7 separate regions of the Mus musculus genome follow, and regions 2, 3, 4, 5, 6 and 7 are each linked to region 1. Evidence: chromatin contacts called from public HiChIP or PLAC-seq and promoter capture Hi-C data. All regions are on one chromosome and are shown on one strand. The core of a region is the stretch at or near the end of the contact, and the rest is flanking DNA. Distances in the headings are between cores, read along the strand shown.

Region 1 (4,189 bases), core at 497-2,996:
ACACACACACACACAAGGGCTAAAGACTGTAGCTCACATGGCAGAGTTCTTACCTACCATGTATAAGACCCTGAGAACCCTAGTACTACATAAACTGGATATGGTGGTACACACCTATTATCCCAGCACTTGGGAGGTGGGTGGAGGATCATGGTCACCCTCAGTTATCTCAGTCTGAGGTGTACTTGGGCTATATGAAACACTGCCCCAATTAATAAACAAGAAAATATACAAGATAATTAAGATTAAGTTCAATCATCCATTAAATAACTCTTAATGAACGAAAGGGAAAATTCACATTTAAGGAAACAAAATTTATTTGTTAGTGTTTAGAGTACCTATAGTTTCTTCAGAAATTATACTGCTGAAAAAATTTTAAACATAGGAAACAAATGAGTTTGCTGAAATTAAAAAAAAAAAAAAACCTGCACATCTCCACAAACCTATACTTCATATGAACCCTGAGAGATATTAAAACACCCTCTGCTAAGCAGAAAACAAAGTTAGGAAAGTAGTAACACGGGAATCTGGGTAGGAGGTGCCCTGGGTAGTAAACACCCCAGTGAGTGCACATAATAAGCATTTCAGAGCAACATAGAAGTCCCAACGGGTCTCCAACTTGGACTGCGAAGTCCCAGGCCCACATCCCTGTGTTCTGAAAGAAATGAAACTTGGAAAGTGGAACACTGGAAAAATGACAATCAGAGTAGCGCCCTACTTTTCTTCTTCTCAACCCCCGGGCCAGCATTTTGGCTGGCTGGTCACCAGTCTGGGTGCCATATCCACCAAAAAACACTAAGCAGTATCCTGGCGGTCTCCCGACTGAAGAAAGAACCAGACTGTATGTCAGTCGCTGTCTCTTCTCCAAATATCCCCCCTTACCCTCTGGATTTCCATATTATCACCGAAGCGATGCCTTCTAGCAACCCAACCCACTCACATGTCCTCCTAAACTCATCCACTTAATCTGTCCAGATCCATACTTTCTGACACCGTGTCTCTTGCTCAGATTCTTCTGAATTCAATCGAAACGCCAGGACCCCCGTTTCCCAATGCTCCACTTCGACCACACAACGCGTGCTTTCACCTGAGCCAGGCTCTCGTCACCCAAACCTACCTCCTGCCTATTTACCTCTGCCTTCTGCAGTGCCAAGCCCTAAACCCACTTTTTGGGAAATCTTTTGAGTCTTCAACCTAGTTTAGCAGTCCTCCTCTATCTTCCACTCCAAGATCCCTCCATTAGACTTCCACTAGACTTCGCTTCCCTCAGGATTCAACCCCCCTTTCCTCGCCACGCCCTGTGCCCCCCGGGGCTACTTACCCCAAGTTCTCCCCACACTTCAGTCCTCTGGCCCCGCCTTCCTCCAAAAGGAAGGAGGCGGGAGAAGAGAAGAGGGCGGCACTCCGCAAGGTAAAGGCGATCTCCCATTAGCGCTCATGGCCGCCAATTGTGGCTTCCTTCTCTCCTATTGGTTGTCTTTAGCCTACGCCCCACCCTCTTCCTCAGACAGGCCTGGCCACCGCCTCAGCGCCCCCGTCCAACAGACTGGGAGGGGAGACCCCGGCCCGGGACGCTGGGACTGGCCAGAGTAGAAGGAGAGACTCCTGTCAGGCCACGGACTAGCTAATGTTAACAGGACTCACCCGCTGGTAGCTCCGGCGCCTCCCGCCCGCCCGCGCTCGGTCCCACAATCTGTCTCCTGCTCCTCCTTTCCCCCCTCAGCGGAGCAGATACTTTCCTCCCGTCCGGCCAGGCGTGTTCACTTCTCGCGAGAAGTGGGGGCGAGGGCGCGACTCGTGGGGCTGAGTTGGACCAGGGCCTAGGGGCGGGGCTTGCTGTGAGCGTGGCTTGAGTGGAAGGTTGGGCGAGCGCTGTACACACGACTCGCACGTGTTCGGCTGCAAAGTGTGGGCAGCGCGGGGAGAGCGGCCCTGGCGTCTAACGCTGCCGATCTGTCTGTAGCTGTGGAGGTCCGAAGGTGAAGCAAAGGCAGGGAGGGACTGAGAGTGTCTCAGGCAGCCCTCGGATAAAGGGGAATTAAGGGAGCGGAGCCAAGAGAGGGACTTCAGTCACCAAGCTGGTCATTAGTTGTGTGGAGGAAGTTAAGCAAGAGTCGATCCGAGCAGGTGACTGCTTGCACTTTCTGCTTTACACTTGACAGCACCTCACTGGCCGAAGCCCCTGCCCGGTGTGTGCTGTGTGTGAGCTACGATGGTAGTGTGAGGAAGTACGTTCAACTCCAGCCTCACCGCGGCGGCGCCCGCCTCTAATCGCCACATGGAGGCAGGCGGATCTCTGTGAGTTCGAGGCCAGCCTGGTCTACATAGCGAATTCCAGGACAGCCAGCGCTATCCTTGTCTCAACAACCCCCCACCCCACCCCCAAAAGACCATGGATGATCACCAGTCTAGCCTTCTGGGCCAGTGGGAAATCCCGCGTTAAACAAACAATAAAAATAAGGGGGATAGCTCTGAGGAACCAAACCTGAAGTTGTCATCTGGTCTCTTGGACAACCCTCCATACCTGTGAACAACACACACACACACACTTACAGAGAGAAAGTAGGACTGTTAGTGTAGCTCAGTGTGAAGCCACAGCACAGTGATTTTTTTTTTTAAAATTTGTATATGTTACCCAGCAAGTATTTTATTGAAATACCAACAGCACATACTACGTCAAAAACAAAAGCACACACAACACTGTCCTGGTCATGTGGAAAATTTCTCTGACAGAATTTTTATTTTACGGTTGAGGGAGAGATAGGTCATAAGTCAATAATTATACTTACTTCAGAAAGTGAAGAGCTTTTCAGGGTAATGAGACCGAAAGCAACTCTAAGAGGGGAAAAACACTATTGCTAGTATTGAGAGAAGTCCTCTTGAGAAAGTTATTTATTTATTTATTTATTTATTTATTTATGAATGAGGCAGGGCTTATTTTGAAGCCAAGCTGTCCTGAAACTCATTTTCCTGTGTCAGCCTCCACCTAAGTACTTGTATTAAGTATGAGCCACTTGTCTGGCCTGAATGTATACCATCTACATACCAGATGCCTACCTGTGGAGGCAAGAAGAGGGCACCAGGTACCCTGAAACTAAAGTTACAAATGGTTGAGACCTGCAGTGTCAGTGCTGGGACTAGAAACAAGGTCTTCTGGAAGAATGGTCTGTCCTCTTTTAACTGCTGAGCCATCTCTTTAGCCTGAGGAGTTGAATTATTAAGAGACAGCCTTGAGACTTTCAGGAGAACATCAAATATAAGAGCTACATTTGAAAAACTTATCCTGAAGAAGAGGCAGGCAGGTCTCTGTGAATTTGAGACCAGTCTGTGATACACATGAACACACACAAATTATGTGGTTAAGATGGTACTTTTTGTGTTTGTGTTACTGTAAATAAAAGCTTAAGAATTGAACAGATTTAAGTAGAGTTGACAAGGGATTCCAGGGATCCCGACAGCTAACTAGTTGTGTTTTCTTCTTTATAACAGTAGCAATATTGTAGCCATAGTCTCTGCCCAGTGTGTGGCTGTATGGGGTAGGGCAGAAGAAGGGGTGAGGTGGGGTGGAGGGGTGGTAATGGGCTCTGTTCCCCCTTTGAAGCTGTTTTCTTCTCTGTTCTAGGCACTGAGCCCAGGGCCTTGTACTCCAGCACTGAGCTAAATATCAACACCTAACACAGTCTTTCTTTTCTTTTCTTTTCTTTTCTTTTCTTTTCTTTTCTTTTCTTTTCTTCTCTTTTCTTTTCTTTTCTCTTCTTTTTTTCTTTTTCTTTTTTTTTTTTTCTTTGTTTGTTTGTTTGAGACAGGGTCTGACTATCTGGGTAACTTAGAATATGTGTTCTAAATGCTTTTCCTCTGTCCAGAGTGCTAGGATTACAGGCATGCTTCACCAGACCTGATTCCCTTCACAGCTTTTTTGTTATTCAGCTTTCTGAACTTCCTGTCAGTGATCTTATCTAACCTCTTGGCATCCTCTCAATGGTGGAAGAATCCAAGGGATTTCTCCCTATATAGCAAAAGTGAAATAAAGAGGGGGTTTTTGTTTTGCTTTGTCTTTACTTTTAATTATGGAACACTTCACAGATTTCCATGTCATCCTTGCTCAGCGGCCATGCTAATCTTCTAGGTATCGTTCCAATTTTAGTATATGTGCTACTGAATCGAGCACATGAGGGTTGTTTGTTTTTGT
Region 2 (4,189 bases), core at 672-3,171, 650 kb after region 1:
GGAGAGGAATTGGAGGTTCTGAATGTGATCAAAGTACATTGCATGGAACTCTGAAATAATAAAAATATTAAAAACAAAAATTCAACTATAACAAACAACCCCACCAGTTATATTAAACAATAAATAATTGAATGGTTGAGCATTATGCTTAGCACATAATAAATGGGCAGAAAAATGTTATTATTATCATTAATCTGCCAAAGCAAGAACAATGCCCGCCACTGGGACAGGAGAGAGGATTCATCCTTTAACAACTATGGCTGCTCTTCCAGAGTACCCGGGTTTGATTCCCAGAACCCAAATAGCAGCTCACAATCCCATTGCAACTCCAGTTCAATGGGATCTGATATCATTTTCTGGCCTCCACAGGTACCAGGTATGTAAAGGGTGCACAGATATACTGACTTTAGGGTTTCTATTGCTGTGATGAAGCACTATGGCCAAAAAAGTAAGTTAGGGAGAAAAGAGTTTATTTGGCTTACACTTCCCTATGGCTGTTCATCATTGAAGGAAGTTAGGACAGGAACTACAGGAACTCAGGCAGGGCAGGAACCTGGAGGTAGGAACTGATGCAGAGATCACGGAGAGGTGTAGGGGGGCCAGCCCTGGTAGGGTCAGGTACTGAGGTGGGACACAGCATAAGATGGAGGTCAAAGGCTAATGATCTCTGGCCTTGTAACTCTTATTGTTCTGGGGGTCAGAAGCTGATAGCTTTCTTTCCATTCGCTCTAATCTCCAATGCCTTGATATCCTATTTCAAATTGAACCAAAGTGGGAAAACGTTGTCCATCAAAGTGCAGGTCTCCTGTACTCAACTCCCAGACAGAAAGTGGGCAGTGGGCAGCAGATTCTCTGAAGCTGAGCAACGGGGCATAGGAGCTGGCAACTGAACTCAGGTCTTCCACACGAAGAGTATGAGCTCTTTTTTTTTGTTTTTGTTTTCGAGACAGGGCTTCTCTAAATAGCCCTGGCTGTCCTGGAACTCACTTTGTAGACCAGGCTGGCCTCAAACTCAGAAATCCGCCTGTCTCTGCCTCCCAAGTGCTGGGATTAAAAACATGTGCCACCACTGCCCATCGAATATGAGCTCTTAACTACCGAGCCATATCTCCAGTCCCCACAGTTTTTTTTTTTTTTTTAAGTAAATTACATTAAAAATATTGAGGGGGGTGGTCTGGAGAGATTGCTCAGTGGTTAAGAACATTGGGTGCTTTCTCTTCCAGAGGTCCTGGGTTCAATTCCCAGCAACCACATGGTGTCTCACAACCAGCTGTAATGAGATCTGATGCCCTCTTCTGGTGTGTCTGAAGACAGCTACGGTGTACTCATATAAATGAAATAAATAAATCTTAAAAAAATATATATTTATTGGGTATGTGTGCATGCCACACGTGTATATCCTGGGATATACTTCTCGAGACCTTGGTTTGTGTAGTTAACGCTTGGCTGCCTATAGCTAACTTGGTGAACTTTCCGAGGTTGTTGAAATGACCCAAGGACACTACAGCTGTGGATATCCTAATGGTGGCGATGGGAATCTGTATTCGGGTAGGGCTTCTCAGCAAGGCTAATGTTAAGGGCTACACATAGCACCCCCTATAGCGAGTGCGAATTGGAGGCTGACAGAATCACGTGGCTTCCTCCTACCAATAGCAAAGTAACAATCGCTTCCTCCGTTCCCCATGGAAACAACACCGCCCTCAATGATCCTCCCGCCCCTTCAGTGCTGAGGTTTTGGCCTTTCATTGAAAATTCCGGGTGACAATCTAACAGCTGCCTCTTCTGGCTGGACAGTTGGCTTCCGTGAAGCGAGTGACTACGCTGACTGGTCAAGACGCGAAGGCTGGCTCATCTTCACCCAATGTTGCCTCTTTGAGGCGGGACCTAGCGAAGACTCAGGGCCAATCAGCGGTGACGTCGCTTGTGCGACTCCACGTCGGCAGCAGCTACGGGCAAGATGGAGGCGCTGATTTTGGTAGGAGCTGGAGGGCCAGTGGCTCCGTTGTGGTGTCCAGGGGGTCCGGGAGGTGGGGCTCATCAGCTGGGGCCGGGAGAGGGTTCCGGGCAGGCCTCGGGGGCCAAAGCTCCCGCTATCTGTGCAATGCAAGTGTGGCCTACAATGGGAGCTAGAGCCGCGGTATAGAGTAGGAAGCCTTGCCGGCAAGAGAGCAGGAGTCGGTGGCAAAGTTGAAGAGAACATGCAGGGTCCTTAGGAGAATTCTGATTGCGCTGGAGGGGTGTCTTTCAAGTTCTCCCCGATGGTTTTTGTTGTGGATCATACCTACTTGAGTTTCCCCAAACCCTCATATTCTAGTCCCCCAAGTTGCAATGGCAGAAGAGAGGTGTTTTGTCAGTCCCAGATCCTCCTGGTGGTGGTCAGAATTCGACTACCTTTTGGCAATTCCATGTCCTGTTCCTTTACAAAACTTGTTTTTATTTTCCTGTTAATCCTTAGTATGTAATTCTGTCATGATTGAGAGTCAGCATTCCATCCAGGTTCAGGAATACTTGGTAGAGCTAGTATAGATTTTGGAATATCTTTTTCTGACTCCTTATTCTTCTCTCCTACTCTCCCCTCCTTCAGACTTTAGGAACTCATACTGTAAGATCCATTTCAGCCTTCTTGCTTACATGAGAATTGTGATTATAGAAGTGCATTTAACTCTCTTGTCCCTTGATCCTTTCTGCTTGTTCTGCCCCCTAGAACAGGATCAGAGCATTTCTTTCAAGACACTGGCCAGCAGTTTAGAGACCCATGAGTCTGCCTACCTGTGTCTGTGTGTTAGTGTAGGAATTTAACTCCCAGCTTCTTTCCTTTAGTTGGACTCCAGGATTGTTTCTAAGAGTCTTCCTTAGCTCCTGTTTTCATTTATATTCCTTGTAAGTGTACATATCAAACTCTTGTCAGTAAAAGAAAAAAAGCTTTTTCTTCTTTCTTTCTTTAAAGGAAAAAAAGTTTTTTGAGACAGGGTCCCTCTCTACCTTTCCCTTTCCTGATGCCCTAGCTACTCATTATGTAAGCCATGTTGGCCTCAGACTCACAGAGGACCACCTACCTCTACCCTCCAAATTCGGAGACTAGAGGTATGTGCCACCACATCAACTTGTTTTAGTTTTCTCACTGAGAGTTTCATGTAGGTCTGACTGGAATCAACTTTGCCACGTAGCCAGGGCAGACATCTATACTCACCTGGCATTTATGTGGGAATTTGAACTTTGGTTTTCTTATTTGTATGACAAGCACTTTAACCACTGACCTATCTGTTCAAACCTCCTTACTTTCCTTCTTGCAAATGTCAAAGAGAATTTATTCTCATCATATGTGTTGGACAAGTTGAAGCAAAATGTTTAATGTATTGAGTAGTTCAAGTATTTACTATACCGGTCAATGAGTTTTTAAAAATCTTGTGACGATGTGGATAGAGTCTGTGAAACTAGTTTCCTTGGATGTTTTTGGTCTTCTTAATCAGGTGTGGTTGCTCACACCTGTAACCCCAGCACTCAGGCTGAGGCTATATTGTTGCTAGTTTGAGGCCAGCCTGGGTTACAAAATAAGACCTCGTCTCATAAAACCAAAATTAATGTAATTTAGTGGAACCAGCTTAAAGAGTGAGGAAAATGGTACTTGGGGAACTCCTTTCCCATTGGTTCTGTTGGGCTGGGTGTAAATGCTAAGAGCATATGGTCTAGCTATCTTTAAAAGCCCTGTGTTTGACCCCAGCACTAGGAGAGCTGAGGTTGTATGGGGAAATCTCTGTGTCATTTTCTCTCTTTCTTGCACTGTGTGGTATCTCTCAGCCTGCTTCTTCCTCATTGTTCCCCCTTGCAGCTGAGCTAACCAGCTGCATGTAGTAACAGACCCTTGCTAACTTGCCTGCATATCCCTCACCTTTACTTTTAAAACTATACTGAGCCTTTGTCACTAGCACCTTAATGTACTGGGTTTAGGGAAGCAGAGCTGTAGGAAAAGGCTCTTTCTAAGGAAGGGCAGTGCCAAAACCCCGTTCCAGTTTTGTTTCCTTGTTCTCTCAGAACAAATTTTTTTTTTTTTTTTTTTTTTGAGACAGTCTCATTATGTAGCTTGGGCTGGGTTTGAATTTGTCTTATCCCAGAGTCACCAGGTTTCTGAGGTTTCTGTAGGTTCTTGCACCTCTTCAGTTTGCAGAATTTTCCTTTCAGCCATGGGTTG
Region 3 (4,189 bases), core at 1,263-3,762, 620 kb before region 1:
GTCCCTTCCCGTGGTCACGTATGTCCTGGGGAAATAGTGCAGTGTCCTGGTGATGGCAGCGTCGGGAGCCATGTTCCTCCAGGACTTGGGATGGGAGAGGCTGCAGCCGTAGCTGCGGAGGGGGAGGCTGCAGCCATAGCTGCGGAGGGGGAGGCTGCAGCTGTAGCTGCGGAGGGGCTTTTATTTGAATAGATGATACATCACAGCCTCGTTTTCTGTTCGTTACCTTGTATGTAGGATTGAGAATGGCATCTATCACACTATCGATGATCATTCGAAGGGATCTTGAATAAAGATCCTGGGAATTGTAGGGAACTCTCTCCCTGCTTCCTATAGCAACACTACTGTTACCCTGAGCTGTGTAACTTGGTCTGGGTCTCCCCAACCCTGCAAATAGCTCCAGAAGGCTCAGGTAGGCGCTTTTGGGAGCCCCTTCTCCACAAGGGCCCACTTTTAGCAGAAGATGAAGCAAGAGAGCAGGCAGGTACGTCTCCTTCCATCCTTCCCACCCTGTTGGAGCAGCCTTGGAGACCCCTTAGCCTTGGGAGTCCCACGACCCTCTTCCCACTTGTCCACAACCAACCCCGCCCTCCCTGCCCCCTTCACATCTTAGAGCGCACAATCCAAGACGTGGTACAGGGAAAAGCCTTTTGTAAGGATAATAGCCTGACTGCTCCATAGGAGCAAAATGCACTTCACACTCTCAGGCCGGAGCGCTAACTTTTTAAACTGGGGGGAAACTAGAAAGCCATCCTGTGGGAACAATCGGATTACCTTCCCACAACCCACACTATAAATCCTTTCTTCCCCGTAATTACAATAATAATAATAATAATAATAATAACCCAAGTAATCCATTCTAATGGAATGCTGAATTCGGGCCAGGTGCTGCTAAAGCTCGTCACACTTTGAGCTGAACAGGCAGAGAAACTGATTTGGGGCCTGTCGTGTCCATTTTACAGAAGAGGAAGTCAAACTTGACAAGATGGCCCATTGGAGGAAATTGCCGGGCCCTGTAACCACAAGGCACATGCCATGTCTGAGCCAACTGCTCTCCATCAGGATTCTAGGGGGAGTTAGGGACCGGACCGTTGGAGCTAGTAAACCCTTGTGAAGAAGAGGCAGACGCTCCTGGGGCGTCCTGTGATTCCACAGGCTCAGCCCCGTGTTTTCCCTCCTCCCGTTCCCACACCGCCTCTCAGGAGCCAGTCAGCAAAAAAGGGCCAATCGTCCCGGGGCCACGAAGGCCACTGTGCCACAGGACTGCAAAACCTGGCCTGGCTTTCGGCTTGCAAAGGAACCAGGCAGTTGGGGCGGAGCCACCGTAGAAAGAGTGAAAGGGGTACAAGGGCCAAGCTCGCAGAGGGGCGTGGGTAGGCCGACGCTATCTGAGGCCATAAACTCCGGTCTTAACAGGTCGTGAAACAGGAGCGGAGTGTCCAACGCCCGCAGACTTTGAATCTCGCACGGGCCTTCCCGAGGCGGAGCCCTGAGACTCACCCTCCCCTCCACCCCACCCCACTCCTGGTGGAAGGGCAGACCCAAGACCTCCGCCCTGGCTCTACAGCGGCCCCGCCCACTGGAGCAGGGCAGGGGCCGAGCAGTGACTCAGCCTGGAGCCCCCACTCTCTAGCCTTGGGCACCAAAGACCTCCATATGCGTTTGTCGGGTTCAATCAAGACACCTGAAACCTTCTAAAATCCTTACACCGCCCTCCATTATTTAACAGGAAGATAGAAAAATACACAATGCACGGGGCACCATGAGGAAACCTTGGGGCAGTTGGGGGCGGGGGGGCGAGGGGGCGTCCCCGCCACCAGAGAGCAAAGCCACAGGGAAGGGACCAGGCCCTCCAGTGAATGGGAAGGTGCTCCAAGATTTAGTCACAAGCACTTCAGACCCTCTGGGCCCAAGCCAAAGGGTATGAGAGAAGTAGAAGAGAGTGTGGCCAGAATGGGTGGGTCCCAACAGGAGCTCATGGGGGGTGCGAGGAGAGATGTACGCATCTCTGTGTCAGCAGAAGAAAGAGCGAGCGCAGGACGGTTAGTCGGGAAGAGAGGGGTCTCACCTTGTCAATGAAGGAGGCGAACTTGTTGTTCAGGGATTTAATCTGCTCCTTCTCCTGAGTGCGCACAGCCTGGATGTTGGGGTCCACCTCCAGCTTCAAGGGGCTCAACAGGCTCTGGTTCACCGTGACGGCTGTGATGCCCCCGACACCAGCCCCGCCAAAGCCGCCCAGACCCACGCCGGTGCCCATGCTTCCCCGGAAGCTGCTGCTGCTGCTGCCCACCCGGGAAAAGCTGGAAGAGCTGATGCGGGCACCGGGTCCACTCGTGAACGAGCGGCTGCTGAAGGCCCGGGGACCGGAGGTGGACATCTTGTAGGATTTCTGAGTCACCCTGATGGACATGGTGAAGTCTGGAGCGAAGGCAGTGAGCTGAAGACGGAGGTTCGAGAGCGAGCTAAGCAGCTGCTTCTAGACGGTGGGACAGCGCCCAGCGAAGGCCCTTTATAAAAGAAGAGGCCAGCCCCAGGGGAGGGAAAAGGGCCTCTTACCTGAGTGGCTAGACACTAGAGGGCAGGGCCTAACCCAACGTCTGCAACCTCCAGACGGGACTCAGGTGAGGGCAGCAGAGAGCTGTTCCCACCCGGGATCCCTCTCCAGCCCCACCCTAAAAATCCAGGAGAGAGCAATTGATCCCTGTGAAGGCAGGAAGTGAGCCTGGGATCTCTGACCTAAGCTGTCTTATCTCCTGCCCTCCTGTGAGAACTACTTGGGCTGAAAGGGTTCCCAGGCATTTTAGTTTAAAACACTGGGTCTCAACTCAACACAGGCAAGCTACTAGAACTCACTAGAAGTTGAAACTCAAGGAAGGTCGGAAGGGCCCTTCCTCGGGAGTCACGTAACAGATATGCTGTAGGTTCTCCACCAGTGGGTTGCAATCCCTCTAGGGATAGAGCTATGTTTTCCCAGAGGTGACATATCAAATATCCTGTGGTTCAGAATCTTGGGGGGGGGGGGTCACAACCCCTTTGGGGGTATAAGTACCCTGAAGCCTAACCAAAGCCGGCACCGGCCTTTACCAGCCAGCACTAGGACTGAGGGTGTGCCTCATCCACCACATCTCTGGCTGGTCTCTCCTAATACCTCCAAGAGACCTCCTTTAGGTGGAGCTGGCCAGGCTGACCAGCAGGGCCCTTTCGTTCCCAAGCTCCTGTTTGCTTTGTCTGCCCAGGTTACAGCTAACACCACTACCCCACCCCGCTACCTGTGCAGCATCCTGCACCCATAGGCTGGCAAAGGGGGGTGGGAAGGTAGGTAGATATTTGAGGAATGAATGAAACACAGGCTTCTAGCTGTCTTCTCTCTTGTGCAAGGTAAAGAGAAATCAAACGCAGCTCTTCTCTCTGGACACAGCACAGTATTCTCCTTTCCTACCCAGACCCGAGAGAATTCCCCAGACCAGACAGAGGCCTCGAGGAATAACAAAGACTGAGGGACAGAGGCCAAGGCAGAAAAGGGAGACCCCAGAGAATAGAGGCACAGGGGCTTTGTTGCAATCGCTTCTTTGGAGACACCTTCCCCAGGCTGCCAGGGCAGTGACTCATGGTGCCTTGGAACGGGATGGCCCTGCTGGTGGTGACTCATTCTCCAGCCACCTGGACCCTTCTCCTCTGCCCCCGGCCCCAGGCTGGCCAGATGTGATGAGGATAGTACCCTGTCTCCCTGCACCTGTCTCTCTGAACTCATTATCCCATTATCAGAGTGAGTCAGGAGAACAAGCTGGGGCACAGCCTGCACCTGTGAGAGGTTGGAGACTGGGGAGCAGAGCAAGGCCCTCCAGGCCTGGGTGGAGCAAGCAGGCAAGAGGTTTGGGTCCCCAAGGCAAAGATTCCACCTGCAATTAAATTACCTGATGGGTTGGGCTCTCTGGAAGGCACTTCAGGGTGTGATGTGGGGATTGGGTGGATCTCAATTAAGGAAACCAATAGATGACAGATATCCAAATTCCCTGGGGAACTGGGCGGTAGCAGACACCACCCCATAGCCAGGGAAAAGAGTAAGCACCTACTAAGAGAACTGTCTATGGATTCCGCCCCCCTAGGAGAAACACCCAGGACTGCTCTATGGGCACATATAGGCAAAGGGACAGAGACCCAGGATGGGCACATATATGTTCCTGCCAAA
Region 4 (4,189 bases), core at 542-3,041, 610 kb after region 1:
CGAGACAGGGTTTCTCTGTGTAGCCCTGGCTGTCCTGGAACTCACTTTGTAGACCAGGCTGGCCTCAAACTCAGAAATCCGCCTGCCTCTGCCTCCCGAGTGCTGGGATCAAAGACGTGCACCACCACCACCCGGCATCATCAGTCTTTTGTAAAAAGTATGAAACTATCTTCTTTTCTTTCTTTTCTTCGTTTTTGAGACAGGGTCTGATTATGCTTTGGCTGTCAAGTAACTCACTACATGGACCAGGAGGCTGGCCTCAAACAGATATCCATCTTCCTGCTAGGATTAAAGGCAATGACCACTAACGCCAGGCTGGAATTTTCTTATCACAATGAGGTACCTCTACCTCAAAGACTATAAATAAATCAACAGACACAGATAATAAATGGAAATTATACATTTGTCTAGATACTCTGAGAAGTGTGGGTATTATCAACACCAACAAAATTGCAGAGAAAATACAAAAATATATGGAATCAAAACAATGAATAACAACTCAAGATATGGTGGAGTCTTCTGTCCCCAACACCCTAAATACCTCCTAAATGAATCAGCTTTTTCACCCCACACCAGACATCCTCAAATGAACAGCAGAAATAGGAGCTTAGAGTATCTTGAATGTTAGGGGAGAAAAATGTTCTTCGGAGAAGAGATTCAGATAAAAGAATTGGGAACATGAATGGTGGTGACAAGTACATGATGACACAAAACAAACAAACAAAAAACCAAATGTGTCTATTTTTATTAAGGTTTTCATTATTTCATCAATGACAATTATCCCTCAAACATACAGGCCTTGGCCCCACTGTTTCCATAGAAGCAACACGTTTTGACTTTTGACATGTAACTCTCAAAAACTTTCATAGAGATAGAAATACAAATACAGTGTCCCTGGAAATGGGTGCTAGTGGTTAAGTCTATTTTTCTTGGATGCTTTTCATTGCAAGTACTTTACCTAAGTCATCTCATTCAAAATTTCAATATTCTTCTCTTAAAAGTTTTCAAAGACTAAAGGCACGTTCTCCAAAGTCTCAAGTGAAGGGAGGAACGTACCAAAAACTACAAGAAAAATGATTAACTCAAGGGCCACAAGAAAACATATGTTTTCCCTAAGGTAATATACAGAATGAATGCCTTAGTTATAGGAGTCATTTTAAGTTAAAATACTCGCCCCCACAAATGCAAGAGTAAGCTTTATTGGGGGGGGGAGGGGGGAATCCTGTCTTTCTAGTGACTCCTGGCTTGCTCTAAGAATTTAACCAGCCAACTCCCGCGCTCCCCACAGGAGTCCAGCCTCTGCCTCTTGGGGAAGGCCGGCCAATCGCGCGCTTGGGGCTCATTGGCTCGGAGAGACGCAACTCAGGCGAGAAAAACCCGCCTCCCACATTCCGATGGCCCAAGGACCGATCGGTAGGCAGCTATAGGAAAACCCAATTGGCCTATAGGCTCGCCAGTCAAATGCTTCGGCAAGGCAGCTTCACAGAACCTGCAAGGATAAAACATCCCGCCCCAGTTGTCCTATTGGCTGGCCCGACCCGTCGCGGCCCCTTCACTGTCGTCGTCCACCCCCCCCCCCACCAGTTCAGCGGTCCATTCATTTCGTACAATAACCGGTGCAATGGGAGCGGGTTCAAGATCTCGTACGGGTAGACGAGACTCTGCCACTTACCCAAGATCTAAAGTGATCACTCACGCTAAGGCCTGCACGGTTCCTCTGTGGTAAAGCGGCACCACAAGCCACCGCTACCGCCGCCTTCTGCGCAATGCCAACCGCCCGCCAAAACGGATCCTTCCCTGCGCCTGCGCAACCAATCCTGGGCTTGGACCTTTTCTCCGCCCAAAACGCCTGCGCAAAACTGGACGCTGGTCCCGCCACTACGCAGGCGCCTAGGTTCACAACCCTCTCCCGCCCGCCATTTCACGTGTTCCAGGCAGCAGGCGGAACATCGTAGTGCGCCGGCGTGAACTCGCCATTTTTATTACACATGCGCCTTATAGGGAGTGGCTGGGAAAAGTCGCGGTGAGCTACTTTGTAGCGTGCGGTCCTTTGACGAGTGAGTTTGTAATGTTCGGGTGTGGGAAAGTTATGAAAGGCATTTAAAAGACGTGAATACATTCAAATATAAGTGACTGGCTAGTTAGCCAATCAATGCGATTAAGGATAAGATCCCTTGGGGCATCAGTGACTCAAAGGGGCGGAGTCTGAATAGAACGCCCAAACGGATGCCGTTTCTTAGCAGGGCGTCTTCACGGGCCAATGGTGGGAGGGAATAATTTCAAATCTCCAATAAGACTCAAGTAAGGGCGGAGTCTACCAATACCGAGAGCGAGGAGGCGGGATAAAAGGGCGAGCAGAAGGTAGGCTGGCGGGCACGTTCGTTATCGTATTCCTTTCTGCTCTTTGACGCTGCCGAGGAAGCATCGCTGAAGGCTCTCGTAACTCTACCGTCATGTCTAAGTCCGAGGTAAGTTGGATGCGCTTTGCAGCTTCTCTTTCTTCCACACTTACTGAATATAGCGGGATGTGACGTGTTTTGCTGCTCGCACCCGTGGTTTCGGTGTTTTATCGATTAGTGCTGAGGCCTACTTTAAAAAAATGCAGGTCGCCATTTTGTCCTCATAGTCACCATGAGGCTGCGATCCGACCGCCATTAACGTCCATGCACTGTTCCTTGTGGCAAACTTCACAGACTAATGATCTGGGGAGTGTGGCCTTTTCTTCCCCTCCCCCATTCTGGTCTAACAATCGCTTGTTAAAGAGATATTAAGTCTTAATGGGGATGGACCCGACTAACCTGTGCCCTTTGTTGCGCGTGCGTATGAAGTAAAAGTAAGGACGCATGCGCTGCGTGCAACTCGAGTGAATCCCCAGCAGCACCTCCTAGCCTAGGAAGGAGCACGTGGTCTCGTGCAGTAATAAAGAACAATAAAAAAGTGTAGCATGTGTTGTTGCGGGGTGTTGATTCATTTTCCCAGGTTCCAGCCCCTCCGCTAAACACTCCCTCCTCCACTTTAGTCTCCCAAGGAGCCAGAACAGCTGCGGAAGCTCTTCATCGGAGGGCTGAGCTTCGAAACAACCGACGAGAGTCTGAGGAGCCATTTTGAGCAATGGGGAACACTAACAGACTGTGTGGTAAGATTAAAAGAAACAAAAGGAAGAGCTGGCTTATTTCTTCCGATTTAATCTGCTGCTTCTTAGCTAAATTGTTTTGTGAAGTTAACTAATGGGATGGTAAAAAAAAATCTGGGGCTTTCTTCAGATCTGTAAGAAGCTTACATTTCCACCCCCCCACTCTGAAGTTTCATGTTTGCCTTGATCAGACTAGGAATGGCTTTTGATTCTGAGATCAGGCAGTGTATTGATTGAATTAACTCTAAACAGGTAATGAGAGATCCAAACACCAAGAGATCCAGGGGCTTTGGGTTTGTCACATATGCCACTGTGGAAGAAGTGGATGCTGCCATGAATGCAAGACCACACAAGGTGGATGGAAGAGTTGTGGAACCTAAGAGAGCTGTCTCAAGAGAAGTGAGTGGTTTTTCTCTTTAACCTGAGACTATGATTGGGGCAGTCCTCAATTGGGAGATCCCCCCCAAGTGGTATTAAAGGCGAGGGCCTGGAGGTGGTGGCACACGCCTTTAATCCCAGCACTCCGGAGGCAGAGGCAGGTATATTTCTGAGTTCGAGGCTAGCCTGGTCTACAGAGTGAGTTCCAGGACAGCCAGGGATATATAGAGAAACCCTGTCTCTGAAAAAAAGGGGGGGGTGGGCCACCACACCTTCCCAGTCATTTAGAAACTGCTACTACTAAATAACTGAAGTCATTTTTCCTTTTTAGGATTCTCAGCGACCAGGTGCCCACTTAACTGTGAAAAAGATCTTTGTTGGTGGTATTAAAGAAGACACTGAAGAACATCACCTACGAGATTATTTTGAGCAGTATGGGAAGATTGAAGTGATAGAAATTATGACTGACAGAGGCAGTGGGAAAAAGAGGGGCTTTGCTTTTGTTACCTTTGATGACCATGACTCTGTGGATAAGATTGTTAGTAAGTATCAGAGGACTACGTGTTCCTTAATGACTCTGGAGTCCTCTTGTGTTTTTTTTTTTTACAGTCCTGAATCTACCTTTTTCTCTTAGTTCAGAAATACCATACTGTGAATGGCCACAACTGTGAAGTAAGA
Region 5 (4,189 bases), core at 1,023-3,522, 560 kb after region 1:
GGATACAGACAGAACTTAGAGATGAACCCATAGCAACCTCAAACCCATGGAGGGGCTGACTCGAGGCTGGGGACTTTTAAGAAAGGCTGGAATGTTGCATCTGAGCACCCAGGTTTAGGGAATTTTTTTTTGTTTGCATTCTCTCCAGCAACTTGATTGATGACACCATTCTCAACAAACGATCTTTATCTCTCCTCTTGTCTCCCAAATTTATGATTTTGCCCCCAAGCCCCAGCTTAGGTGAGTGAGGAGTAGGTTAGACCCAAGAAGTACCGGGGAGTCCTCAGTACTCTCCAGGGAGTAAGTGCCCTCCATCTGTATCTAGGCTCTGCAGCTCCCTCCCTTAGATTTGGGTTCCCAGTAAAACCAAAGAAACAGGGGGACAGCTGATCTCTTGAGAGTCCAGAGTCTACTCCAGGAGTGGTTTGTCCCATTGTCTTATAGGCAGGTAGAGGTCAGTCTAGGCCTAGGGGCACACGTGAGTCCTTGTGTGCTTCAGTGGGAGAGATTAGGTGGGCTCCCAGCAACACTAAGTGTGCTTAAGAACTCCATCTTGTTCTAGATGGAAGCATGGAAAACAGGATAATAATTAGATCACGCCTAGGATAAAAGCCTCCACAAGAGAGATGCTTCTAAAGTTCACGTAGCCTAGGGTGGTGGTGTGTGCCCATAATTCCAGCGCTAAGGAGTTGGAGGCAGGAGTATCAAATAAAGGCCAGACTCTGTTATAGGCAAGCTGGACTCTCTATGGGAAGGAAAAACTCAGTTTGGACATTTGAAGTGTACGTTAAGGATTGAGCAGGAACCTGCTAGTGAAGATTGCAAGCCATTGCCAAGGCTGTTGAGGAGCAGGACAAGTGTGGACATGGGCAAAGCCAAGGTGGCCGGAGGAGCGTCCTTTCCTGTGAGTACTTTGGAGATAGGGAGAGGCCCATACTGATTTGTGTGTTCAGAAGACAGTTCTGGCAAATGGGGAAGAGCACTGGTACTTTGGAGCTTGGCTAGGAGACCCTGGGAACAGGCTGGACTCCGGGCCTCCACAGTGGACATGAAAGATCCCTCTGAGGTCTGGGGATTCCCACTCTGCTGGTCTTGAGTCGCTGCAGAACTGCGTGGGATCGTTGTTCTTAAATCTTCCCACACCTCTGAAGGATGGAGAGGAGCCAGGCCTGCCTTAGGGTCGGATAGCGTCTATGGGGTCCACCGGCGGCCTGCAGTGGAGGCAGCGCCGCTGCCAGCAGAGGGAGCGCGCGAGACGTGCCGGAGCAGGGCCTCGCTCTCGCGGGCGCCCCCTGCCGGACACCTGAGCCTCTCCCCCCCACCTTACCTCCCCCCCACACACACACACCCGGTGTCAACCGCGGGGACGGGTCTTGGGGGACTTAAACTCCCTACTGTGTGCTTCCAAATTGCGACCACCCAGGGCGACTTGGGCACTGGAAAGAGCGAGGCGAGGCAGGTCCTGCAGACAGTCTCGCCCCGGAACCCACCGGGCCAGCCTGGAGCGGGGGTGGGGCGCGGGGCCACCCGGGCGTCCCAGTGGGCGGCCACGATGTGAGCACCTGGTCCGACCCGCCGCCGCTTCCGGGGGTGAAGGGCGACTCATTCCACCTGAGCTTCCTTCCATTGCCTCCCCCTCCCACCCACCCCGCCCCGCCCCGCCCCCCCCCCCCTCGCCGCAGCATTTTTCACACCTCCTCTCCCTACCAGTTTCTAGTTATGAGGGGGTTTCAGGTTACAGTCCTCATTTTCAGTCCTTCTCCCTGAGCATCCAGGTTTGACTACTTTGGGGAAGTCCTTCTTGGTGTCTAACCACCATCCCTCTTACTGCATCTACAGCCAAATCTGCCAAGTTACAGCCTCACTGGAGAAAGTGAGTGCCTTAATTTTCTTCCCACTCTTGCTTACAATTCCGTTCCCCTATACAAAAAACTGTCCCCGCCACTCTATCTTGCATTCCGTTCGCCTTTTGTCATCCAGGCCATCCAACGCTGCTTCTGATGGTCTCCCTCCACCCCCATTCTAATTTCCTATCTCTCCGCCTCGCTAGCTGTGCCATACCCAATCCCCAAGAGCTGGACTGGTGGAGAGCCTCAGTTTCCCTGGGAGGGCGCTTAGTATGTGGCTCCCTCCCCGCCCTCCTACTAAGCGTGATTTGGGGTGTGGGGATGGGGGATGGAGGTCGTAAGCTGCTTGCGGAGAGGTGCTCGGTGGGAAGCCTGAGCCGAGTCTTAAGAGTCCCGCATCCCGCCCGCACCAGCGTGGGGCGCACGAGTTCCCATTCTTAGCTCAAGGAAGACCCCGTGTGGCCGTTGTAGGTGGCGCAGAAGAGGGAGAGCGCCCAGGCGCCGGACCGGATTCCGGGGTTCTAGCCTAGGGTAGGGACTTATTCCTCAGCAGTGCCTTGGAATCCTTCAGCCTGTTCACACACACTCAAAAACACAGCAACCTGGACTTGTAGAATGGTTTCGCCAAACCACAAGGAAAAGTAACGTACTAACAGCAGCAAGTGTGATTGTGGTTAGACTTCTGGAAGGACTTCAGATAGGGAAGCAGGGAGACGGATATTAATGAAGGAATGGAGGAGGGCAAATGGTTTGGTCCTGGGAAGAGAGGATTCTGAGGCTGGGGTGAGTGTGGTATCGTCACAGCGAGCCTCACATGCCTGTTCATTAAGGAACTACGCTCAGCTGACAGGTGGGTAGGGAAATTTCTCCATGCCAGGGGGCCTGCTCTTTGCCTGTGCCTTATGCAGGATGAGTGTGTGGGAGCCCAGGAAATGGTCACCCAGCAAGCGGGACTGGGACCATGCACAGCCCACCCTAAGTCTTTTGAAGCAGGAATTGTGACAGCGCCGCGCTCGCTCCCCAACCAAGGCGCCATGTCATTTGCACACATTTGCATATCCAGCTGTGCTCGGCTGCCTTTGGCTGCATGCCTTCATTTGGCAGTGGGTGGGCTGCACGCAGGGCGAGTGAGACCCATGGAGCGGGCCACCTCTGTGCTTGACCGCTGTCGCCGGCTCGCGCCACCTTCTGGGCATCTCTTTGCATCCTCCAGCCGCAGACCGAGGTCCACAACCGGGATTAGACACCACCACCTCCTAGTCTTCCAGGACCACTTAGACTCCTTCCTAGTCCAACCTTCCTGAAGGACTGGTGAAGTCTGGTATCCTGCTGAAATGCAGTGTATGTGATTGGGGTGCCCCAAAACTCTGGAAACTCCCCGAATTTCAGGCAAAGATTATGATGTATGCTCTGGTTAAGAACATCCTTCGACTTCTGCCAGCAGCTCCATGTAGCTTGATCTCTTACATCTGGGCCAGGCTTGTGCCCACTGGCCTTCTGTCAGAGGACTGCAGCCTCTGGACTGCCCTCACTCCGCTCATGAGCTGTTGCCTTCCTACCCTGACTGCCTTCCTGCCCTCTTGTCTCCCAGACAGAGTTGGTGGTATAGGCCTGTAATCCCAAATGTTCAGGAGTTGAAACAAAAGGATCACAAATTCAAGATAACCCCGGGCAATGTAGGAAGACCCTAAAAAAATTAATTAAAAAAAAAAATTGGCCGGGCAGCGGTGACACATGCCTTTAATCCCAGCACTTGGGAGGCAGAGGCAGGTGGATTTCTGAGTTTAAGGACATCCTGGTCTACAGAGTGAGTTCCAGGACAGCCAGGGCTACACAGAGAAACCCTGTCTTGAAAACACACACATACACAAAAACCAAACAAACAAACAAAAAAAACAAAGTAAAAAATGTATGTGTGTGTGTGTGTGTCACACATACACACGTATATCAGATGTTAGCTGACACCTGTAATCCTAGCACTCTGGATGCTGAGGCAGGAAGATTATCTTGAGTTTCAGGTCAGTCTGGGCTACATAGTAAATTCCAGGTCAGCCAGAGCTTCATATCAGGATCCGGTCACAGTAATAAGTATCATTATTAATAATAAAGCTGATCTTTAAAGGCTGGGGATGTAGTTCAATGGTAAAGCACCTGCCTACAGTATGAAAGGCCCTGGGTTCTCTCACAGAACACACACACCCGGAGATAAAAGAAAAAAGAGCTTCCACTGTCCTCTCAGGCCCCCTGGCACCAATATCTGCAGAGGCATTTGGTCTCTTGCACTCCCTAGATTGTGAGGTCTCTCAAGACAGGGATCATGTCTGTTCTTGGTGGTGTCCTAC
Region 6 (4,189 bases), core at 1,022-3,521, 530 kb before region 1:
CGCCTGTGTCTATAATATACACACCTAAAACTCTTCCATGTCATATTGCTACAAGGTTTTGTTTGTTTGTTTTTAACCTGTTGAAAATGTTCATCTTCAGACCAGATCCTTGAACAAGATTCCTAAGAGTCTCGAGTCTGGCTCTCAGCAGTCACCTCCTGGTGTTTTGGAAACTTTAACTTAGAGTCTCGTTTGCCTTAGGTCCCCCCCAGAGACCCAGACTGAACCTCAAGCCTCGAAGCGCTCCTAAGGAGGATGACGCCTCCGCCAGCACCTCCCAGTCCAGCCGGGCAGCCTCCATCTTTGGAGGGGCGAAGCCTGTTGACACAGCTGCTAGGGAAAGAGAAGTAGAGGAGCGGCTACAGAAGGAGCAGGAGAAGCTGCAGCGTCAGCTGGATGAGCCAAAACTAGACCGCCGGCCCCGGGAGAGGTGAGGCGTCTTCAACAAGGGGCTTCTCCCTACTGCCAAGTCCTAACCCTAGCCCTGAGCACTTGGGAAATGGGAGTGGTTACTGGTTGTCACGCGGATGTGTTTATTGGGTGGGGTGGAGCAGTCTACAGAGTGTAAGAGTGTCACACACTAAAGACTTCTGTGACTTCATGTTTTCAAAAAGACTTGTGCTACACCTGACATAAATAGAAATTGGTAGTGCTTTGGAACAGAAGTAAATAAATGGTTGACCCAATTCTTTTTTTATTGACCTTTGTGAGCATGCATGTAGAGGTCAGAGGACAACTTTGTGCATCTTCAGACTTGGCAGGAAGTGTCCTTGCCTACCAAGTCATCTCACTAGCCTTGATCTTTGAAAACAGGCCACACCAGAAATCACTGAGCCCAGTCAGGCTTCATGCTCTTCATGCTCTTCATGCTCTGCTACCAGGTGGTGCAGGTGCCAGCATGACCTCTAAATTCATTCTCTCTTATTACATAGAGAATGCTTTTTCTTGTTGAATATAGCCAGGAATTATTTCGCTGTTTTTTTCTGTAAGCTTGTATGCTATGGTCATATAGCATACAAACATAAAGAATATAAGAATTGTTAGAAAAATATTTTTGTTTTCTTTGAGACAGGGTCTCTAGTTCTGGCTGTCCGAAAACCAGAATGGCCTCTCAAACTCAGAGGTCTACCTGCTTTTGCCTCCTAGGATTGTTGGGATTAAAAGTATGTGCTACCATACCTGGCACAAATATATATATATATTTTAGGATTTTATTAGGAAAAGCTCAGCACTGTTCTGTCTGAATGACTTTCACATCTGTCTTCAGAGCAGAAGCTAATGTGGAATCCTGAGGTATTCAGAACAGCATATGTAACCTGCTGCCTTGAAATGGTTTAAGATAAAGAAAGCCGTGTGATACAATCTTACACTGATCATGTGGGCCAATGTGACAAAGCTTAAGAATACTTGCTGCTCTTGTAGAATCCCCAGTTTTAATTCCCCTGTTCCCTTAACCACCTGTAACTCCAGTTCCAGAAGATCTCATGATGATGTCTGGCCTCTAGGCACCAGGCACATGCATGGTACACAGACGTACATGTGGGCAGCACATGCATAAAATTAGAATACGGTGGGTAGCTTCTAAGGAACAATGTCCCAAGGTTGTCCTCTGGCCTGCACTCACCAAGACCGTGTATTAATTAATTAATTAATAGATGTTAATTCGTGTAAACCATTTGTATCAGATTCATTGTGGCATTAAGTGTCGTCTTTGTTGATCTCTTGTGTGCAGACACCCAAGCTGGCGAAGTGAAGAAACTCAGGAAAGAGAACGGTCAAGGACAGGAAGTGAGTCATCGCAGACTGGGGCCTCAGCCACATCTGGCAGAAGTAAGTCAGGTGGGGTGGGTATCGGAGTCCTGTCTCCCGCAGATGTGTGGGCGCTGTGCAGTGTTAACTTCTTTTTCCCATGTAGCCTTGGCTGTCCTAAGACTTGTGTGACCAGACTGGCCTTGAGCTCTGCTCAGAAGCTCCTGAGTTAGCAAGGCCTCGAACAGGTGCCAGAATAGACACTTCAGTGATCTGCAGACTGTCTGTCACTAAGGAGAATAGTTGACTGTTAGATGTCTTGTTTTTGTTTTTTACCATTTATTTTGTGGAGGAGTGGGGTCTTGTGTCATGATACAAGGCCAGAGGAAAACTCGGAGCAGTCTGTTTTCCCCAGAGAGAATGTTCCAGTCATTGATTGATCTCAGCAGGTTTTGGTGGCAAGCTACCTGCTATGATATTTTGCCAGCCCTATTTTCTGTCTCACTGGTGTTGGTTTTTTTAGAGCCACCTCACTTTGCACTGGTTTTTGACCTCTTGGGGTGACATTATTTGATGTTGTTTAGGCAACATTAGTGGTGTTCTTGGGGGTAAATGGTCATTTCCTCATTAGCATGTGTGTGTAGTGTCACAGAGTCCTGGGCCACTGATGACTGCACCCCTCCTCCTGTAAAGGAGAAATTGTAGAGTTCCCAGTTTTAATTCCCCTGTTCCCTCAATCACCTGTAACTCCAGTTCCAGAAGATGTCATTATGACGTCTGGCCTCTAGGTACCAGGCACAAAGAAGACACTTAATGCCACGATGAATTTGATACAGATGGTTTACAGGAATTGTAGAGTCCTCCTCTTACTGTGATTCGCTGTTGCTAAAGCTCTCCTTCCTCCCAAGTTTACTTGTACTTGAGTGTTTTAAAACAGCCCAAAGCCAGAGTGATTTGTCAATGGAGCCAAGTGTTGTAAGAGTTTTCTGAAGCTGTTTGACCTTTGTAGTCGCCCTGTAACATGGTGTAGTGCTCCTTCTGGCTAGAGTAAGTGTGATACTGGTTTTGTGTAGCCGCTTTGCTAGAGCTTGTACTTCAGATGTAGGCTGTAACTGTTGGCAAAGCAAGCTCCATGGTTCCAGAGAAGTTTTTGTGCAAATACAAATGTGTCTGGGTTTTTGTCCCCATGTAAAGGCCTCTGCTGAGCTGGAGTTGGGCAGTGGTTCCTGGGCTTTGGTCCTGAGTCCCATTCACCACAAGAGCGTGTTATTCCCAGTTACGGCTGTCCTAATACATAGACAAGTTGTAACACCCCCCCCCCCACCTCCCCGAAAAAAGTGTTCATTCCTTCCAAATAAAGACAAGATTGCTGTTCTTTCAGATAGCTTTTTCCCCTTTTCCAGAAAGCACTTTTCTCCAGGTGGCCTGGAAGCCATTGGTTTATGTGTAACTGTAGCTATCAGGAACCAGTTAGTGTCTGTCTGCTGCTGATGGAAAAGAATGTGATGCCCCTATTCCCCTGCTGCTACAGTCCAGGTGGGCTCTGTACAGCGAGCTCCTCTTCCCCCACAGATACACGAAGGAGAGAGAGTGAGAAGTCTCTAGAAAATGAAACCCTCAATAAAGAAGAAGACTGTCACTCTCCAACCTCTAAGCCTCCTAAACCTGACCAGCCTCTAAAGGTAATGCCAGCCCCTCCACCAAAGGAGAATGCGTGGGTGAAGCGAAGCTCTAACCCTCCTGCCCGATCTCAGAGCTCAGACACAGAGCAGCCGTCCCCTACAAGGTGAGTAGGCCTGTAACAGCAGCTGCTTAGTGGAGGTGCCCTGAGGGAGTGTGTGCTGCAGAGGAGGTTGCCTCCTGTATAATTCATATACTGTTGTCTCAACAGTATCTGTTTTCTTGATTTTTGTTAACCAGTTGACATGAGTTTGGTGGATTAAGATCAGCTATGATGGGAATATTTACCATAGAAATATGTAGACATGCTTTGCCCTGGGACATACTGTCAGTGTAACCTTGCTCACTCAAGTGATTCTTAAATTTTTCCAAGAGAAGACTCCAGCTAAGCATGTTGGATTTCCAAAGCATATGGCCCTTAAGTGTAGAAGACAACAGTCTTTCCTGTATTTTAATATTGTAGTGTGGAATGAAAAGGCAGCCTGGTACATTTGGAAAATGGTGTAAGCTTGTGTTGTCTTTCCTGTAAAAACTGATGGCTGATTGCTTGCTGCTTTATTCCAGTGGTGGAGGGAAAGTAGCTGCAGTCCAGCCCCCTGAGGAAGGACCATCAAGAAAAGGTGAGCCTGCACCATGTGAACAAGTTCAGTTCCTAGCACCCCTGTGGTACTCACAACCATGCATATCTCCAGTTCTTTCCAGGGCATTTGATGTGCACACACGCAGGCAATGCACATAAATAAAATAAATGCCTGTAATG
Region 7 (4,189 bases), core at 528-3,027, 540 kb after region 1:
GTGCTAGGGGTGGAACCCTGGAGCCAGGCAAGGACTTTACTACTGAGCTGCCCTGATCCTTAATGAACCATTACTGATGGATTCCTCTCTACCACCCATAACCCCAGTATGAGAGAATGATGGTAATAATAGTATATCACTAAGCTACATCACTAGCTCCCACTGCCTCTGCTGCTTCCTCCTCTCCCTCCTCCTCCTTCTTTCTTTTAGACTTTATTTTTATCTTATGCGTTTTGAGACAAAGTCTCACTACATGGCTTTGCCTGTCCTAAAATTCAAGATGTAGACCTACTAACCTCCAACCAGTGGCCTTCTTCCTGCCTCAGTCTCCCGAGTGCTGGGATTACCTGGATGTGTCACCATAGCAGGCTAGAAATCTGGTTTGTCCACACAGGCTCCCAGAACATTCTGGAAAGCTGAGGACGGTGTGGCGAACTGGGTTTTCTGGGACCTTTGCTTTGCAAGTCCCTGTGTAGAACCAATATTAGAAAAAACAGCACAGGGATCTCTCTCAGGTCTAAGATGGGTCTGCTCTGGGCTGAAGACAGCAAGGATAGGCATGCACAGAAGTGAGGAGAGCTTATTTTCACTGTTCATCTGGTAGCAAGTGTCACAGGCTAACTAGAATGCTAGTCCTGGTTTCCTCTCTTAAACGGTTCTTTCTCTTAACAGTTGTTTTTATTTACTAGGGAGAGCAAGCACACCTTAGCAACTCATGTGGCAAAAGATAACTTTTGGGAGCTGGTTCTCTTCTACTGTCAAGGCTCTGAGGAATGAATATAAGTCATCAGGTTTGGTGGCAAGAGCCCTACCAGCCAAGACATCTAAGAAGGTTCTCTTGCACAAATCACTTTAAGGCTCTTCTCTATAGGAACCATCAACCTACCTCCAGCAATTGTTTATTTCTTAAATATTTGAGTCCCTCATATGTTGGGGGGATAACTCCAAAATAAGATATAAGACAGGTTTGGGATAAGCCATGAAGAGCTAAGAGGACAGATATAATCTGAGCTTTGCTGTCCTGGACAAAAAATCAAAAAAAAAAAAAAAAAATTCCTAGCAGGAAGTCTGACAGTCCTCCCTAAAGTCACCAACAGCCATAAGCTCAATGCCTGATGCTGCAACTCAGTGGAGTGTATACCAAAGATGAATGAAGCCTTGGGTTCAATCCCCAGCACTGTAAACCAGGTATAGAAGCTCGTATCTATCAGCTCAGCACTCAGGAGGTAGAGGCGGAAAGATGAGAAGATCAGGAGCCTTTTGTGTGTGTGTGTGTGTGTGTGTGTGCATTTTTTCCCCTCAAAAAGCAAAATGCCTTAAGAAACATGTCACACATTTCAAATTACATTAAAAAACAAAGGGCAACCCTGAGATACATCCAGGCCACAGTGCGATGGAGGCTCATTAAGTAAAAGTACTGGCTGCTCTTTCAATGGTTCTCAGTTTAATTCCCAGCACCCATAATGCGGCTTGCAAGAGTCAAACTGCAGTCCTATAGTATCCAATGTCCTCTTCTGGTGTGCAGACAAAACACCCATATATAAAAAATAACATAAATAAACCTAAAACAAAAATAAGAATCCAAGCCACTAGCTAGCCGCTGTCCCTTGTAGGTGGTACAGAAATCCACAGGATTTAAATCAAAACAGCGCTGCAGGGCTCACAGGGGCCCCTTGTAGGCCTTGGAGTCACAGAGCGGCTACCTCTCCGGAACTCCGAGAGCCCCCACCGCCCTTCCCAGAGATCCAGCCCCCTACTCCCTCACCTGCACAAGCTCCCCATGCAGCTTCCGCTTCCTTTCTTCGTCCTGGCGCGGAGGGCACTGGGAGTTGTAGTCGACAGCATTTAAATAAGAAGAATGGCTAGCGACGTCTGCTTCCGCCGGAAATGCCAAATCCCCGGAAAACTCGCTAAAAGAGTTCCACGGGTCGCTGGGGATTGTAGTTTAATAATATGATTTACATCAAGACGTCACAACCATCTGGACTCTGCAGCCATCCCCAATACCTCATCCACCAGAGACCTTTCCCTCTTGCTGCCCCGAGGTATAAGGCATCATCTTTGCAGCCCTCCAAGGGCCATTAACTGTTTACATAACATCCAAAGAGGCAACCGTGTGGTTGTGGCGGATCTACAGAGTGAGTTCCAGGACAGCCAGGGCTACACAGAAACCCTGACTCGACAAAACAAAACAACCAAACAAATATCCACGAAGGCATTTCTCTCAGCACCTACCTCTTTGACAGTGAACATCCCTGTTAGCATTAGCATCTAAATCCACAGCCTCGCCATTTTAATCTGTTTCTCTCTTGCCTTGACATCTGCCAGCCTGTATCCTGAATTGGGTTTCTCCAAGAAGCAAAATCAAAACCATCCTTTTATCAATGTGAGGAGATGTATTGTGGAAATACGCTCACAGCCCTATGGGACCTGCTGCCTGTAAGCTGGAGAACCAGGGAAGCCCTTTGTGTTAAGAGCCCTTCCTTAGTCATTGGTTGCACTGGACTCTGAACAGGTTGGTGGTGCCCACCCAGGTTAGTAAGGAAGATCGTCCTGACTCAGATTTTTGTTTATTTACCAACTCTTATGTCTCCTGGCCCTCATAAGTAGACATATATAAATAACACATCCCATCTTTCCAGACTCTCCTACAATAGTCTTCCCAGGAAGCCTTCTCCAACAAACTTTAATCCCTAATTGCACCTAACTAGCCCCTCAGCACTGACTTCCAAAGCCATTCACACCCTGCTTTGTTCCTATCTAACTGGACATTTCACTGTGACTTTTCACTCAACTGGAATCTTCCATGGGTAGATATCTTCTGGGTCCCTTGCCTTCCCCAATACTCATGCCGGGGGAAGCCAGGGCTCTCATCACCAAAGCAAAGTCCCCAATGGGTGCTAGGGAAGAAGACCAGGGAACCCAGAACACAATGCCTTTCCCAAGACTGCTCTAGCATCCAGATAAAAGCAGTGGGTGCAGCTGTTGTGAGTAGTGACCATCCAGCATCAAGGTGAGGAATCACTCACCTGTATTCCATCGAGGCTGCCCCTTACTTGCTGAGCTGTAGTGCACAGCAGCCTTGTCCCTCTGGGTCTTGCCACTTTCTTTCTGTACGATTTGTCGCTCACCTCTTCCATGGCTTGCTTTCTGTCTCTAGGTGCCTCTATCTTCCCCTGGGCACACCTCAATATCTCTACTTCCTCTGCAATGAAGAAAAGTAAACTTCGTGAACAGGACTCTCTATCTCTGTTTTCTGCACATTTTCCTGTCTCCAAACAAACAAAACCTCACCATAGTGTTGTCTTGTTATTTAAGAATCCTAAGAGCCTGTTGAGACAGGAGGGCTGTATGTAACACCACAGCTCTGGGAGAGGAGGAAGGGGTATCAGAAATTCAGGAAGTTCCTCTGCTACATATCACATCCGAGGCCAGCCTGAGATAAGTGAAATCTTGTCTAAAAAAAGGAAAAGAGAAAAAAGAAGTTGGTGGAAGGATGCAAGGAATTAATTATAGACTTCATTTTCCGTTCAGATACCTGTGTCCCCCATAATTTTTTGGCTTACCCGATTCTTCCAGTGGGTTTTTGTTCCTGCTTCAGGGGTAGGGGTTGGTGGTAGTGGTGGTGGTAGTGGTAGTGTTTTGAAACAAGGTCTCATCTTGGCTGCCCTGGAACTCACTACCGAGACCAGACTGACCTCACAGAGATCTGCTTGACTTTATCTTCCAAGTGCTAGAATTGAAGTCCCATACGGGTCACCACCCCCAATTCAATTTATACCCCTCAGCATCTGCCTTCTCATGGAGCTCTGCTAAAGATTCTTAGAAACAAGACCCAGAGATGAAAGGTGAGCATAGCCCTTCCCTAGTCTCCTGACCCTCCAGAAGCTTCCAACGGACAGGCTGACAATGTCTGTTGGTCCTGTGAGATAAGGGGGACAGTAGATTCTGGCCGCAGCCAAGAAAGAGCTAGCAGGTGCGCTCTAAGCTGTGAAGGGGCCTCTGAGGCCCCACAGCCTCTACTCGCCTCCCGGGTGCAGAAGGGTTAACTTGCTTTCTTGTTTCCCTCGGGTTTCCGCAGGCTGCAGAGGCTGTGTTGGGCCACGAGCGCCATCTATCGGCCATTGAGGGAGCTAGCTTTGCTTCGCTAGGAATTCTAGGCCAGGCAGCCTTTCTCCTGCCAAGGGCT

What was found. Promoter capture Hi-C pulls out the DNA fragments that hold promoters and counts their contacts. HiChIP or PLAC-seq counts read pairs in DNA pulled down with a chosen protein or histone mark.
Region 2: a contact with region 1 is called in an HNF4G HiChIP or PLAC-seq map of pancreatic cancer cells. The contact joins the promoter of Copz1 here to the promoter of Atf7 in region 1. A contact is called at or near these places in 7 of 39 promoter capture datasets (the 3T3-L1 cell line, 3T3-L1-derived adipocytes, the HPC-7 cell line and 3 more), 1 of 484 Hi-C or Micro-C datasets (forebrain) and 2 of 115 datasets of contacts at active chromatin or transcription factors (fibro-adipogenic progenitors and pancreatic cancer cells).
Region 3: a FOXA1 HiChIP or PLAC-seq map of pancreatic cancer cells shows a contact between it and region 1. The contact joins the promoter of Krt8 here to the promoter of Atf7 in region 1. A contact is called at or near these places in 1 of 39 promoter capture datasets (stem cell-derived epiblast-like cells) and 1 of 115 datasets of contacts at active chromatin or transcription factors (pancreatic cancer cells).
Region 4: a contact with region 1 is called in a promoter capture Hi-C map of pre-B cells, with 2.0 times the contacts expected there. The contact joins the promoter of Cbx5 here to the promoter of Atf7 in region 1. A contact is called at or near these places in 6 of 39 promoter capture datasets (the C10 cell line, hippocampal neurons, liver and 3 more), 1 of 484 Hi-C or Micro-C datasets (embryonic stem cells) and 5 of 115 datasets of contacts at active chromatin or transcription factors (the SCID.adh cell line, bone marrow-derived macrophages, memory CD8 T cells and 2 more).
Region 5: an H3K27ac HiChIP or PLAC-seq map of extraembryonic endoderm stem cells shows a contact between it and region 1, with 3 times the contacts expected there. The contact joins the enhancer-like site here to the promoter of Atf7 in region 1. A contact is called at or near these places in 1 of 39 promoter capture datasets (the C10 cell line), 1 of 484 Hi-C or Micro-C datasets (the C2C12 cell line) and 2 of 115 datasets of contacts at active chromatin or transcription factors (bone marrow-derived macrophages and extraembryonic endoderm stem cells).
Region 6: a promoter capture Hi-C map of liver shows a contact between it and region 1, with 6 times the contacts expected there. The contact joins the enhancer-like site here to the promoter of Atf7 in region 1. A contact is called at or near these places in 4 of 39 promoter capture datasets (hematopoietic stem and progenitor cells, liver, pre-B cells and 1 more), 1 of 115 datasets of contacts at active chromatin or transcription factors (bone marrow-derived macrophages) and 1 of 9 other capture datasets (liver).
Region 7: an H3K27ac HiChIP or PLAC-seq map of embryonic stem cells shows a contact between it and region 1, with 2.6 times the contacts expected there. The contact joins the promoter of Smug1 here to the promoter of Atf7 in region 1. A contact is called at or near these places in 7 of 39 promoter capture datasets (the 3T3-L1 cell line, 3T3-L1-derived adipocytes, the HPC-7 cell line and 3 more), 1 of 484 Hi-C or Micro-C datasets (the C2C12 cell line) and 5 of 115 datasets of contacts at active chromatin or transcription factors (bone marrow-derived macrophages, embryonic stem cells, extraembryonic endoderm stem cells and 1 more).

Annotation. Positions count from the first base shown.
Region 1 is chr15:102,623,718-102,627,906 of GRCm38.p6, forward strand. It overlaps Atf7 (activating transcription factor 7), which reads right to left and starts at 1,747. Exons shown (of 12, transcript NM_001310067.1): 1 at 1,645-1,747. It overlaps Gm25141 (a small nuclear RNA gene), which reads right to left and starts at 4,168; the gene lies at 4,062-4,168.
Region 2 is chr15:103,270,967-103,275,155 of GRCm38.p6, forward strand. Copz1 (coatomer protein complex, subunit zeta 1) reads left to right here and starts at 1,922. Exons shown (of 9, transcript NM_019817.2): 1 at 1,922-1,975. The coding sequence starts at 1,958.
Region 3 is chr15:102,001,830-102,006,018 of GRCm38.p6, forward strand. Krt8 (keratin 8) reads right to left here and starts at 2,513. Exons shown (of 9, transcript NM_031170.2): 1 at 2,069-2,513. The coding sequence starts at 2,410.
Region 4 is chr15:103,238,061-103,242,249 of GRCm38.p6, forward strand. It overlaps Cbx5 (chromobox 5), which reads right to left and starts at 1,792. Exons shown (of 5, transcript NM_001076789.2): 1 at 1,673-1,792. It overlaps Hnrnpa1 (heterogeneous nuclear ribonucleoprotein A1), which reads left to right and starts at 2,337. Exons shown (of 11, transcript NM_001039129.4): 1 at 2,337-2,468; 2 at 3,020-3,136; 3 at 3,386-3,532; 4 at 3,843-4,053; 5 at 4,146-4,189. The coding sequence starts at 2,454.
Region 5 is chr15:103,181,084-103,185,272 of GRCm38.p6, forward strand. No RefSeq gene overlaps it. Among named protein-coding and RNA genes, the nearest start is that of Smug1, 20 kb to the left of the region's middle. Within about 2 kb of position 2,273, at least 104 of the 459 cell types and tissues checked have an H3K27ac peak or open chromatin away from gene starts, as enhancers often do. A contact at or near this core is called in the C2C12 cell line, bone marrow-derived macrophages and extraembryonic endoderm stem cells, where this site is marked.
Region 6 is chr15:102,089,665-102,093,853 of GRCm38.p6, forward strand. Eif4b (eukaryotic translation initiation factor 4B) reads left to right here. Exons shown (of 15, transcript NM_145625.3): 9 at 202-430; 10 at 1,733-1,830; 11 at 3,322-3,535; 12 at 3,994-4,049. Among named protein-coding and RNA genes, the nearest start is that of Tns2, 11 kb to the right of the region's middle. Within about 2 kb of position 2,272, at least 74 of the 459 cell types and tissues checked have an H3K27ac peak or open chromatin away from gene starts, as enhancers often do. A contact at or near this core is called in bone marrow-derived macrophages and liver, where this site is marked.
Region 7 is chr15:103,161,507-103,165,695 of GRCm38.p6, forward strand. It overlaps Smug1 (single-strand selective monofunctional uracil DNA glycosylase), which reads right to left and starts at 1,778. Exons shown (of 6, transcript NM_027885.3): 1 at 1,766-1,778; 2 at 297-468.